Regions from separate parts of the Rattus norvegicus genome. Here region 1 is linked to region 2. A link is a contact called in public Hi-C data. All regions are on one chromosome and are shown on one strand. The core of a region is the stretch at or near the end of the contact, and the rest is flanking DNA. Distances in the headings are between cores, read along the strand shown. Region 1 overlaps LOC108350944 (a long non-coding RNA gene). Region 2 has its middle 540 kb from the start of Map3k7.

Region 1 (5,443 bases), core at 424-2,923, 510 kb before region 2:
CAACTAGAACTCCCGTTAAGGTAATGTCTGTAAGTCCTCCAGTCGCCGCTCCACCTTTCTTAGTTATAACTAAATAAGCAGATTTTACAAGTGAAGTTGCTTTATTTTTATCTAAGAATATGTCTTTTCCAGACGCAAGCAACTGAACAAAGAAACTGCGTTTTCTTTAGAAGACTTAATATTTAATAGTGGAATCTGTCAAGAATCACTTTTAGGACATAAATACAATCTATTCACTGTTTTAGGCAAACACTCAAAATTTCAGATTATGTACTCCATTAGAACATTCCTCAGTGTTACATATTGTTATGTTTGGCTTGTTATAATTTATAAAGTTTTGATATAAACACACTAACTAGTGTGTTTGAAATAACAGAAAAATACCACTACTCACATAAATCAAATGTCTGTCTGTCTTTTAGGTGACTTAATCACTCACCACTCTCTCTTCTTTCTCTCCTTTCTCTTTTCTCTCTTCACAGAAAAAAAAAAAAAAAAAAAAAAAAAAAAAAAAAAAAAGACAAACCATGTTGAGGAAGAAAAAGAAATCTCTTTTTTGCCCATAAGGTGGCACTGTGGCTCTTTTAGTCTTTCAATCTGTGGACCCAACCGGTATTTTTCTCCTTGTCTTCCTTCCCCCACTGTTTCCAGGTGATCCTCAATTAGATTCTCATAAAAATGAGAAATAATTTCAAAGGAAACTTGATACTTACAAGTTTGAGGTAACCTGCAAGCAGCTTCAATTTTTCTGTTTAGCCTTCTTTTCAAGAATTCCCCCATTCCCTGCTTTGCTTTTACAGTAGTTTCTTACTCGAACTTTGGTTATGGTTTATGGCATTTTATTTATACTCTTTGTGCTCTCTCTATATATATTGGTGTACCTAGCAGTCTCTTATGAAGAAGTAACGTATATAAGGAATTCTTGAAATGTTTCAGGAAATAAGCTCAAATATTAGCTAATTGTCTTTTACTAATCCAGTTTTGTGGTGTTTGAATTTTCTCTTTTCTAGCCAACTTTTATATTTAAGTTGATCCGGCTCTCCTTTTTACATTTCTATAGGTAAAAATTAAAGAGCATACCTTCATTTATTTTTGAGTAGCATTCATGACATATACGTGTGTGTGTGTGCATTTACATATATTTATATAAAAAGTATTCATTGGATTACTATTTTTTTTAATGCTCGTATTCAAAAGTATGTGTCTATATAAAGTTGCTATTTTCCGTATCAAGGTCCAGAGCGAGCTGAGTTCCAGTCCGCTGGCAGACCACCGGCCTACATGGATCTCTTAATGGTGGCGGCAGGTGCTGGGGACAAAGCGATAAGGCCGGTCCGGTGGGGCTCCTGCTCTGGTGCAGAGTTGGTGTCCAGAGCGAGGGGCCGGAGCCTTTAGCCAGCTTGGCACAGTAAGCGGTCCTTTCTGCCTGCTGCTTGCTGGGTGGCCTGCGGAGCGAAGCCGTGGGGCGTACTGAGGAGGGCAGCAGGGTCGTGGGGTATGACGGGTCTGTTGGCCGTTCTAACCATCAGGGGGAGGAAAAGGAGGGAGAAAGAGGAGGCTGGGGAGACAAAACTAGAGAGTCAGTAATCACTAGTAAAAAACAGGTAATAGACTGGGCGGCGGCTAGCAGTGGGAAGAACGGAGGATGCGGAGGGAAACCAGGCGCTAGAAGCCGCCCGCGGTGTGCGGGACTCTGCCGCTCGGCCCCAACTGTGGAACTCCCGGGTCACAGAGCACCAGCAGAGGTGACCCGAAGATTGACTCCAGAGGGCCGAACCTGAGTCCGGGAGCCTGCAAACTGGGGCTGGGGTTCCGGCTGGTGTCCAGCTAACCCTGCATCCGGGAAGCAGAGCGTCCTGCAACGAAGTCTCCAGCTCGGACACTGCCAGGGATCATCCCTGCAACGGTGCCCGCTGAGACCCGGAGCTCATAGGGATTTACAAACCTCACACTAACTTCCATGGATATGCAAAGTGCATCAGAGGGGTGTGTGCCTCCCAGGAGGTAAACGCAAAGCATTCTCCACAAAGAACAGTGCCCAGTCTATACTGTAAATCCATGCTTTCTTAGTGATAAGCACCCCGTTCAGTGAATAGCTCCTGCCAATCCTCTGTGAGTATTTAATGATTATTAATTGTCGAGACACCTTTCACCCGAAAACGGCCTGTCTGAATTGTCTTTCTTCGCAGAGAAGTGCGAATTAAAGTTTCTTTGTTAGGGAGAACAAAGAGAAATCCTAACTATTTTAAGGAGGCTTTAGCGTTCGACTTGGCAAACCGTTTTTTTTTTACCCCCCCCCCCCCCAAGAGATCAACGCTCTTTGACTCGCCCCCACTCTGTCACAGCCTCGACAGAGTTGTCTGTGGGACTAGGCTGGTGTTCGTGGGCTGGATCCCTTCTTCTACAGATTAGCAATTTAGAGTTAAGAAGTTTAGAAGCCCTTTAATTCAGCCCTTGACATGGGAGGTAATTGAGATCTGGAGAAGTTAAGGCCATCTTGCAAATTTGTTCCCCAGCCAGGAAGGGTCACAAGGTCTGGGCTCCTTGGAGAAGGGAGAGTTCCCTGTTCCCCGGTGTTCTAAATTTAAGCTCATCTACTCTTGGTAGCCCAGTTCAACTTCCCTCCTTCAAAGTTTGTCAAGAAGGGAATAGCTTCCTCCTTTTCATTAGGAAAAAAAATGATTTTCTCTTGCTGTCAGCTTCATTCTGACATAGATCAGGAGTGGAAAAGTGTGTGCTATGGAATAGAGTCATTAGTGAATCCATCTCGTTTTTTGTTTCATTTGACAGCAACACATTAAATTAATCCCTGTCCAAAAGAATCACATTAAGGGAGCTGTCAATGCTAATCCCCAGCTCATTGTTGTCGGGGTTGACTTTAATAGGTCGCGCTGACATTTGTTTCTTCCAAAAGACAAGAGACATGTCGGTGACTTCATCCAGACCGGAGAACGTTCCCTTCAGAAAGTAGAGGGAGCGCAAGTTTTGCAGACGGGGATTCTTTGGACTTCTGGCTTTAGGGTTCCAGCCATTGCTGGGAATGTTGGTTCTCCTTTAGCCCTTTGAGCGGAGATGCTTCTAACAATGAAAGGGAGTGCAGGATCTCTCCCACCAGGAAAACAAAACAAAGCAGCAACCCATTGAAGGAATAAAACTTGGACGTTGTTATTGTTTGTGTACTTCCGGTCTTAAACACCACCCTTCTCTAGAATTAGACTTGATTGTGCTCTAGCTAGAGTTAAGATAAATTAGAAAAAAAGGTTGAGAAAGGACGGATTACATAACCAAGGAAAGACAAAGGACCAGAAGCAGGGCTGAGAAAACTAGAAAAAAATGTATCAGTCAAGGCTCTGCTGAGGGTGCTGAGAAAGAGAAACATCTTGGCCAGTCTTGGCAGGAATTCAGACAGTGAGAATATAGGAAGCGCAGACATTAGAGAAAATACATTACGCCAATATGAAAACACCCCTTTAGACGACATTCATAAACTATGACTATAAAATGTCCATGTTCTCTCTCCTCTTGCCCCCACCCCCACACAGTGATGTGGATCACCCCGCTCTGTGCTTATGACATTTATGAATTCCAGATCTCAGGGTTATATATCAGCCTTTGTTTGGGCAACTAAGAAAAAAGCAGAGGGTGGATTCAACCTTGAATCATTTAACCTGTTTTTTTTTTTTTTTTTCAAATAGGCTTCCCATTTTTATTTTCATAGATATTTGGAAAGATTTTTTTGAGAATAGAATGGGAGCTAAAAATTGAGAAGTGGCCATCCATTATTTACCAGGCTTATAGTAATGATTAGTAGACAGGCACTAGACAAAGTGGTCGTACATGTCTTTACTCTAGTAGAAACATGTTTTTTCGTATCGCAAGGTGACATTACATTTTAAATCCTTTTTATCAGGTACAAACTCACCTTTGCCTGATCCCTCATCCCTGGGGGAGGGGGAAAAATCTGTATTTTCAAGTAAACTTAGTGTAGTTGTGCCTCTTTTTATGGTTTTAAGCACTTTACTTTTACTATATCATTGTCTTATTATTTTATATTATTATAGTTTCAGTTTCCATTTGTTCTTTTGCAGGGGTCGGGGGAGATAATAGCTTTCATTTTATACATATTAGGTGCAAATTTGAAGACATGATAACACAAATCATATTGGCAAGGGCAAAGCATGTGTATTTATTTGGTATAATTATAAGTGACATAGGAAATAGACAGCTGAAGAAAACAGTCTAGTGTTTTTCCTTGTTTTGTTTTTGAGGATGGGTCTCACCTCACAGCTCAGGCTGACTTCCAGCTTATGATCATCTTCAGTTTCCTGTGTGCTTCTCCTAGGCCTGGTTTAATTTGAATGTTTTAAAGCCAGGAAACGTGAGGAAGAGTGTTCATTTGTGGGAAAATTCGATAGGACAAACGGAATGTGAGGACAAGGCAATAAACTGGAGAGCACACCAAGATCTGTTTGTATTTCTCTCACCTTTGGTGATGTGGGTTCTTTTCTCTGAGTGTAGGAAAGGCACCCCGTGTGTGAGTGTTATGACCTGTGTCAAGGAATGTTGGGAAGTCCTTCCTAAGTTCTGGGAGGGGAAGGTAGGGGAGGGCTAAAGAAAGTTTTCTGTTTATAGGAAAGCTTGGGAGAAACAAAAACACACTGTCATTTTAAAATATACCCAGGCTCTGTATTTTGTGATAGCAAGTCCTGAACCCTATCTGGAAACTTCTACCTTCAAAGTAACAATTCTGTCTTTAAAAGACACGGTTTGACTATGTAGCTTAGGCTGGCTTCAAATTCACAATCTTCCGTTCTCCGTGTTCAGAGTTCTAGCATGCCAGGTGTGTACCGCCATGCCCAGCTTAAAGTCAAAGCTTTTGCAACCTCCACAAAACACACCTTCACGGTTATCTGTTGAAGCCTATTCCATTTATTTTAATGATCGAACAGATGAGTTTTATTCAGAAAATGGGCTAAGGGTTTTGTAGTCCTAACAGAAAATCTTAATAGGATCAGCTTTTTTTTTTTTTTTAAAAGGACTGTGCATGTCCTCAGACTCTGACAAATGTCAGGGGTCTATAACCTAAGTCTCTAAGCCCTTAGGTTGTATGGTGCCAGTGAACTAAGACCCAGCTGACATTTAGAAATTGGTGGACTAGTGCAGATATGAATAGAATGTTAAAGCTCCAGGAACTCCAAAGACAGCATGTATGTATGTATGTATGTATGTATGTATGTATGTTTGTATGTATGTATGTATGTACATGTGAGTGTGTATGCAGTAGTTTACATGCACATGCGGGTAGCTGTATATGAAGGCAAAAGGTTAATGTCTGGTATCTACCTTGATTATTTCCTATTTTGGGCTTTTGACTGAACCTGGATCTAAACAGATTTAGCTAGTTTTGGCCTCGGGGTAAGCCTCAGGTAACCTGTGTCTGTTT
Region 2 (5,012 bases), core at 683-3,182:
CCTATTTAACCACCAAACATCTTCCCATATTTCCTGTACTTTCTCCGTTCACTACTTCCCACGGCATAGAGGTTGTCTGTATTTTTCTGGGTATTTTCTTACTGTCCCGCAACCTACAAGTGTGGTGATTTTAGACTCTTCTCCTCCCCATCTCCCCAAATGCTGTAGCACCAGCCCCTAGGTCAGTGTTTGTTCCATAGCTGATGAGTCATGATTCATAAATCTTTTGAGAGTGAATTGGTGAAATAAGAGCTTTTGAGACATAACCACAGGCAACCGGAGTTATTAGCACACTCTGCACTCCTGACTTTTCTTACATACACTATATTCAAAAGAGAAAGGATATGGGAAGACTCTGTTCATTCTTATGCTGAGATGTATACCATCTTCACTGCCTGGAAACTTAGGGATCTTCTGGAATGGGAGACACTACCTGCGCGGATTCAACTTTCTGCTAATTTTTTATTTCAAGTCTTTTTGAGATGGATGCTTGAACCCAGAGTAGCCCCCGCTGATGTGGCAGTCTATGTGTCCACAACCTCATGCTGCAGCTTTTATGAAAAATGAGTTTTAACACGAGAGGCAGTGCCAATCTTTCATTTATGTCGTGGACAAAGCCATCTTGATTCCTCTGATCCCAGGCTTTGCCTTCCTGCTTCAGCACGAGGGTCTGCGCATGCTCGCCTTACGTAATGCTTTCGCTCTGGTCGAGCCCATCTCTCTTGTGGAAACAAATGCCAGAGTGGCCATCTTGCCCCACTGATGATATGCCATCATTTGTCTAGATCTTCAGGCAAGTCATGATCTATCGAACAAATCCTCTCACTTGGGAACATGTTTGTTTTCTTGGTGTTTCATCTGGAGTGCGTGTTTTCTGTTAAATAGATTTCAAACGATTGGCAACATGTGGAAATTATGTATCCTTTTAGATGAATGTTCTGTATGTCTTCATTGCGAACCTCCAAACATCTGTTCCAGAGGCGTGACTTTTATTGACAGTTTACTATTTGGCACACATATACGCTTGAGAATTGAACACAAAATGCAAAATGTACAAATACTACTATTTTTTTGTAGGATGTACCTGCTTTGAATGTGGCATCTGGCACTATTCCTTCTACCCTGCTGAGAAGAGAAGCACCCGTCTGATTAGGTGCTGTGATGACGGTCTTACTGACAGATTCCCCGATACACAGGCAGAGGGATAGGCCATCTTTAGCTAGCATGTGCTTCTGTCTTAATGCGTTTCTTTAATTGTCCAATTTGCTTTATGTTACCAGGTGGTTTTGATTAATGATCCCAAACAAGTGAATTTGTGTAAAGAAGACAGAAAGAATTATAACTCAGATGGTTGCTTTTAGGTCAGAACAAGTTACAATAAAAAATGCGTAATCTTGTTACTGATGCAACATTAATTCTTTCCATATCGAGGGGGAAGAAGTGTCTAATTAAAATTCTAACACTTCCCCCTCCCTTTAATCTTCCCTCATACCAGAAAATAGCTACATGAGTGAAATCTTTCCATCTCTAGACATGGCGGGTATTCATAGAAATACCCTGAGTGCGGCAAAACTGCAATGAACAAGGTACACCCGGCTTCTGGATCTTCTTAATTTTCTTAGAAGAAAGAAACAACCCTGTCCTGCCCTGCCTGCATCAGCAGGTCAGAAGCCTCAAATCTCTGTGTCTCCCATTTCTGTTGTTCTAAAGGTCTTTTACTTAAAGACTTTCCTTTTTCTACCTTAGCACAAACTGTGCTTAATATGGGACAAGAATTGTTCTAATGCTCTACAAATATTCTTCTTTTATGGCACTCCACTTTCTTTCTGTCTTAGTCGCTGTTCTGTTGCTATGAAGAGACACTATGACCATAGGGACTCTCATAAAGGAAAGCATTTTTTTGGGTGGCTTACTTAGAGTTTCAAAGGGTTTGATTGTTATTATCAAGGCAGGGGGTGTGGCAGGGAGCATGGCACTGGAATTGTAGCTGAGAGCTACATCATCCTGCTTCTTAGGCAGAAAGAGAGAGAGAGAGGGAGGGAGGGAAAGAGGGAGGGGCGGAGGGAGAGAGGGAGAGAGAGAGAGAGAGAGAGAGAGAGAGAGAGAGAGAGAGAGAGAAATTGAAACCTTAAAGTCCAGTCCTATTGACACACTTTTTTCAACATGGTTACATCATGTACTCCAACAAGGCCACGCCTCCTAATTGTTCTATAGTCTTTCAGGTAGTCGCACTTCCTGATGACTGAGCATTCAGATATGTAAGCCATTCCTGTCATCCTGCCATATTTTCAAATTCTCCTGTCATCCTGCCACACTTTCCAACTCACTTTTCCTTCTTCTGTGTTTGAAACTTATTCATACATTGTGAATTTCCGAATGCAGCCCGCCTTCCAAACACTATACAAGTCCAAATAGTGACGTGCTTTGTCAGAGTGAGCACTGAGGGGGCCTGTGTGTAAGGCTGGGGAAGTCCTCTGTATGGCGAAAATCACTGACCCTGCTGCTGAATCAGAGTCACTGGTGGCCGCCCAGACGTCCTTGGTGCTCACCAGGGCACATATTTTCTGCCCTTTGCACCCTTCCTGGGGAAAGCTGAAGCAGAGAGAAAAGCTCATACCCAGGAGGAATGAATAGAGTGCTTTGCAGTCAGTCATGAGAACAAAAGACTTCTATCCGTCCCCTCTGAAATAAAACATTGAACATGCCCTAGTCCTGCAACAAATGAGTTGGTCACCTAATTTTTCATGAGGAAATCATGGTAGGATAATTGTTACAAGAAAACATTCTTAAGTTCAATGCAATGGAAAAAATGATTTCCATGCCAAGTCTGTTACTAAGAGAACAGCAGTAGACTCAGAATGTGTAAATGAGGGTCTTTGCCACATAGGATCAGCGTTTCACGCAATACTGAGCACACAGTAGGTGCTCACAAGATAGTTGTTGAACAAATGATTCAGTCATTGAGGTGGTTTCTGAAGGTTCAGAATGATTAGCGTCATAACGCTGAGTTGCAGTGGGGTGTGTTTGCTAAGTGTGCGTTGATATTCTTACTGATATCTAAGAGTTAGGGATGGGATCACAGGACTACAGACTGTTGGGACTCAGGGGGAGGGAGGGATGCTTTATTGTTCTTTCGCAAAGGTCAGTGCTGGGGAGTATTCATTGTGGGGAAGACTAAGGAACATTTGGGCTGAATGTCAGGGGAAGTTTTTGAAGAGAAAAGTGTGTTAAACTACATAACAGAGCCAGAGCCGGAGATCCCTGAGGATGGATGGAAGTCTCCAAGGGCGAGCAATTTACAGAGAAAGTGGACAAAGTCCTGGAGAAGTCAGAGTAGACTCACATGCCTTGGGGACTGATATACCAGGAGCCTTGAGAGTTTTATCTTGGTGTTGATTATGCACAACTGGGCTGGACTGGGGGATCCTCAGATGCAAAGTCTGCACGTGTGTGGTGGGAGAATAATTTTTTTTTCTAATTTGGAGGATATTCCAATGACACAGCATGCTGATAGGGTACTGGGGAAATTGGGCTGCACTAAGGCCAGGTTCTGGGAGGGTAGTTAGGAGGCAGACGATTCACACTGACATGCTTTGAAATGGTGTACTTATCAACTATTCATACGATTAAATATAAATGTCTACAACAAAGGACTGCAATGCAACTCTAATTAGAAAAGTGAATTAGTAAATTCCTTTCAGGTCTATGATTCTCAGAAAATTAAATTTGTGGCCATTGATGCTACATAGCTTAAAAGTACTCACAATCTCTAATGTCCCCTGGAGCTAAAAATCCTCTAATATCAGCTTACATAATGAAGCCTTTGTTACAGCTCAGACTCGTTTATATTATATAGAGTGCTTTGTACTGTGTATTTTTTAAGTTAATTTTAAAAGTTGAGCTATTTTCCTCTAGGAACTGAAGCAGCAGGTCGTGTCATAGAACTGTTTTATGGAACAAAAATAGTTTCAACTAAACCTCCAACATAAATCTGGAAAATGTTTTTTGGCAACTTTTTTTTTGTTAACTTAACCCCAGAGCAAATCTGGTGCCTTCACCTTCCTAGTGCTATTAAGTTCACTTGCCATTAGGAGGGTTCATTTAGAGAAGAGAGGTCGAGGAGGGCTCTTCCCCGTGTAGCCTAGTGACCTGGAAAGTGGCTTACAACTTCGGAGAACGATACTACTGATGGAAATGAACAGCCAGCCTTGACGTTATAGATTTAGAAACGTGAAGGAGGAGAGCAAAGGAAGGAGGGATGGAAAGAGAGAGAGGAGGGGGCATTCCTAATTGTCATTTTGAATTCCTGGTATTTTTCAGTTGTTTTAAGAAGTTTGAATTTGCTATGACACCACACCATCTAAATGTGTGCACTCATTGCTTATTTTTTTTTTTTTTTAGTGTGCTGTATGAAAAGAAGCAAGGAAGATTAGTAACTATTGCCAGGTGATTTTAGATGGCCTGACTTGAAACCTAGGTTACATGGAAGATCCACATGTGTATTCCAAGGGTGAATCCTAGGGTAGGTAGAGACAGTGACTTCACAGAAGTTGAAGGAAAGTCACAGAAAGAGAATTCTTGGGTTCAGGCTGCCTGCTGGACAGTTCCCCATGGGAACCAGATTTAGGTGCTGTTCCTCACCGCAGTAGACATTCTAACTGTATTTACCAGGGGCTTGACTGAAATTAAAGTCCAAGGCAGAACAATGCCCCTGACCTCTTGGAAGCTCTGCCACATCATTGCAAGAGACACAGCAGAAGAAAGAGCTGTCTGCCCAGAGTCCCAGGCACAGTCTTTGCAGATGGGAAATGCTGTTTTGAATGAAAACTGCTTTCAAGCTGTCCCGTGGCTCATACCTTTAATCCCAGCACTCCAGAATTCAAGGCCAGCCTGGTCTACATAGCAAGTTCCAGGCCAGCCAAGGCTACCTAGTAAGACCCTGTCTCAAAAAACTAAACAAACATAAAGAAAGAAAGAATAATTTGCTTTAACTTACAGAAAAAAATCTACCA

Evidence for each region. Hi-C and Micro-C count contacts between places; a contact is called where the count stands out from the background.
Region 1: a Hi-C map of Schwann cells shows a contact between it and region 2, with 4 times the contacts expected there. The contact joins two enhancer-like sites. A contact is called at or near these places in 2 of 12 Hi-C or Micro-C datasets (Schwann cells and frontal cortex).

Annotation. Positions count from the first base shown.
Region 1 is chr5:51,129,416-51,134,858 of GRCr8, reverse strand. LOC108350944 (a long non-coding RNA gene) reads right to left here. Exons shown (of 5, transcript XR_005504684.2): 5 at 4,158-5,443. Among named protein-coding and RNA genes, the nearest start is that of Map3k7, 22 kb to the left of the region's middle. Within about 2 kb of position 1,673, at least 5 of the 93 cell types and tissues checked have an H3K27ac peak or open chromatin away from gene starts, as enhancers often do. A contact at or near this core is called in Schwann cells, where this site is marked.
Region 2 is chr5:50,616,566-50,621,577 of GRCr8, reverse strand. No RefSeq gene overlaps it. Among named protein-coding and RNA genes, the nearest start is that of Map3k7, 540 kb to the left of the region's middle. Within about 2 kb of position 1,932, at least 7 of the 93 cell types and tissues checked have an H3K27ac peak or open chromatin away from gene starts, as enhancers often do. A contact at or near this core is called in Schwann cells, where this site is marked.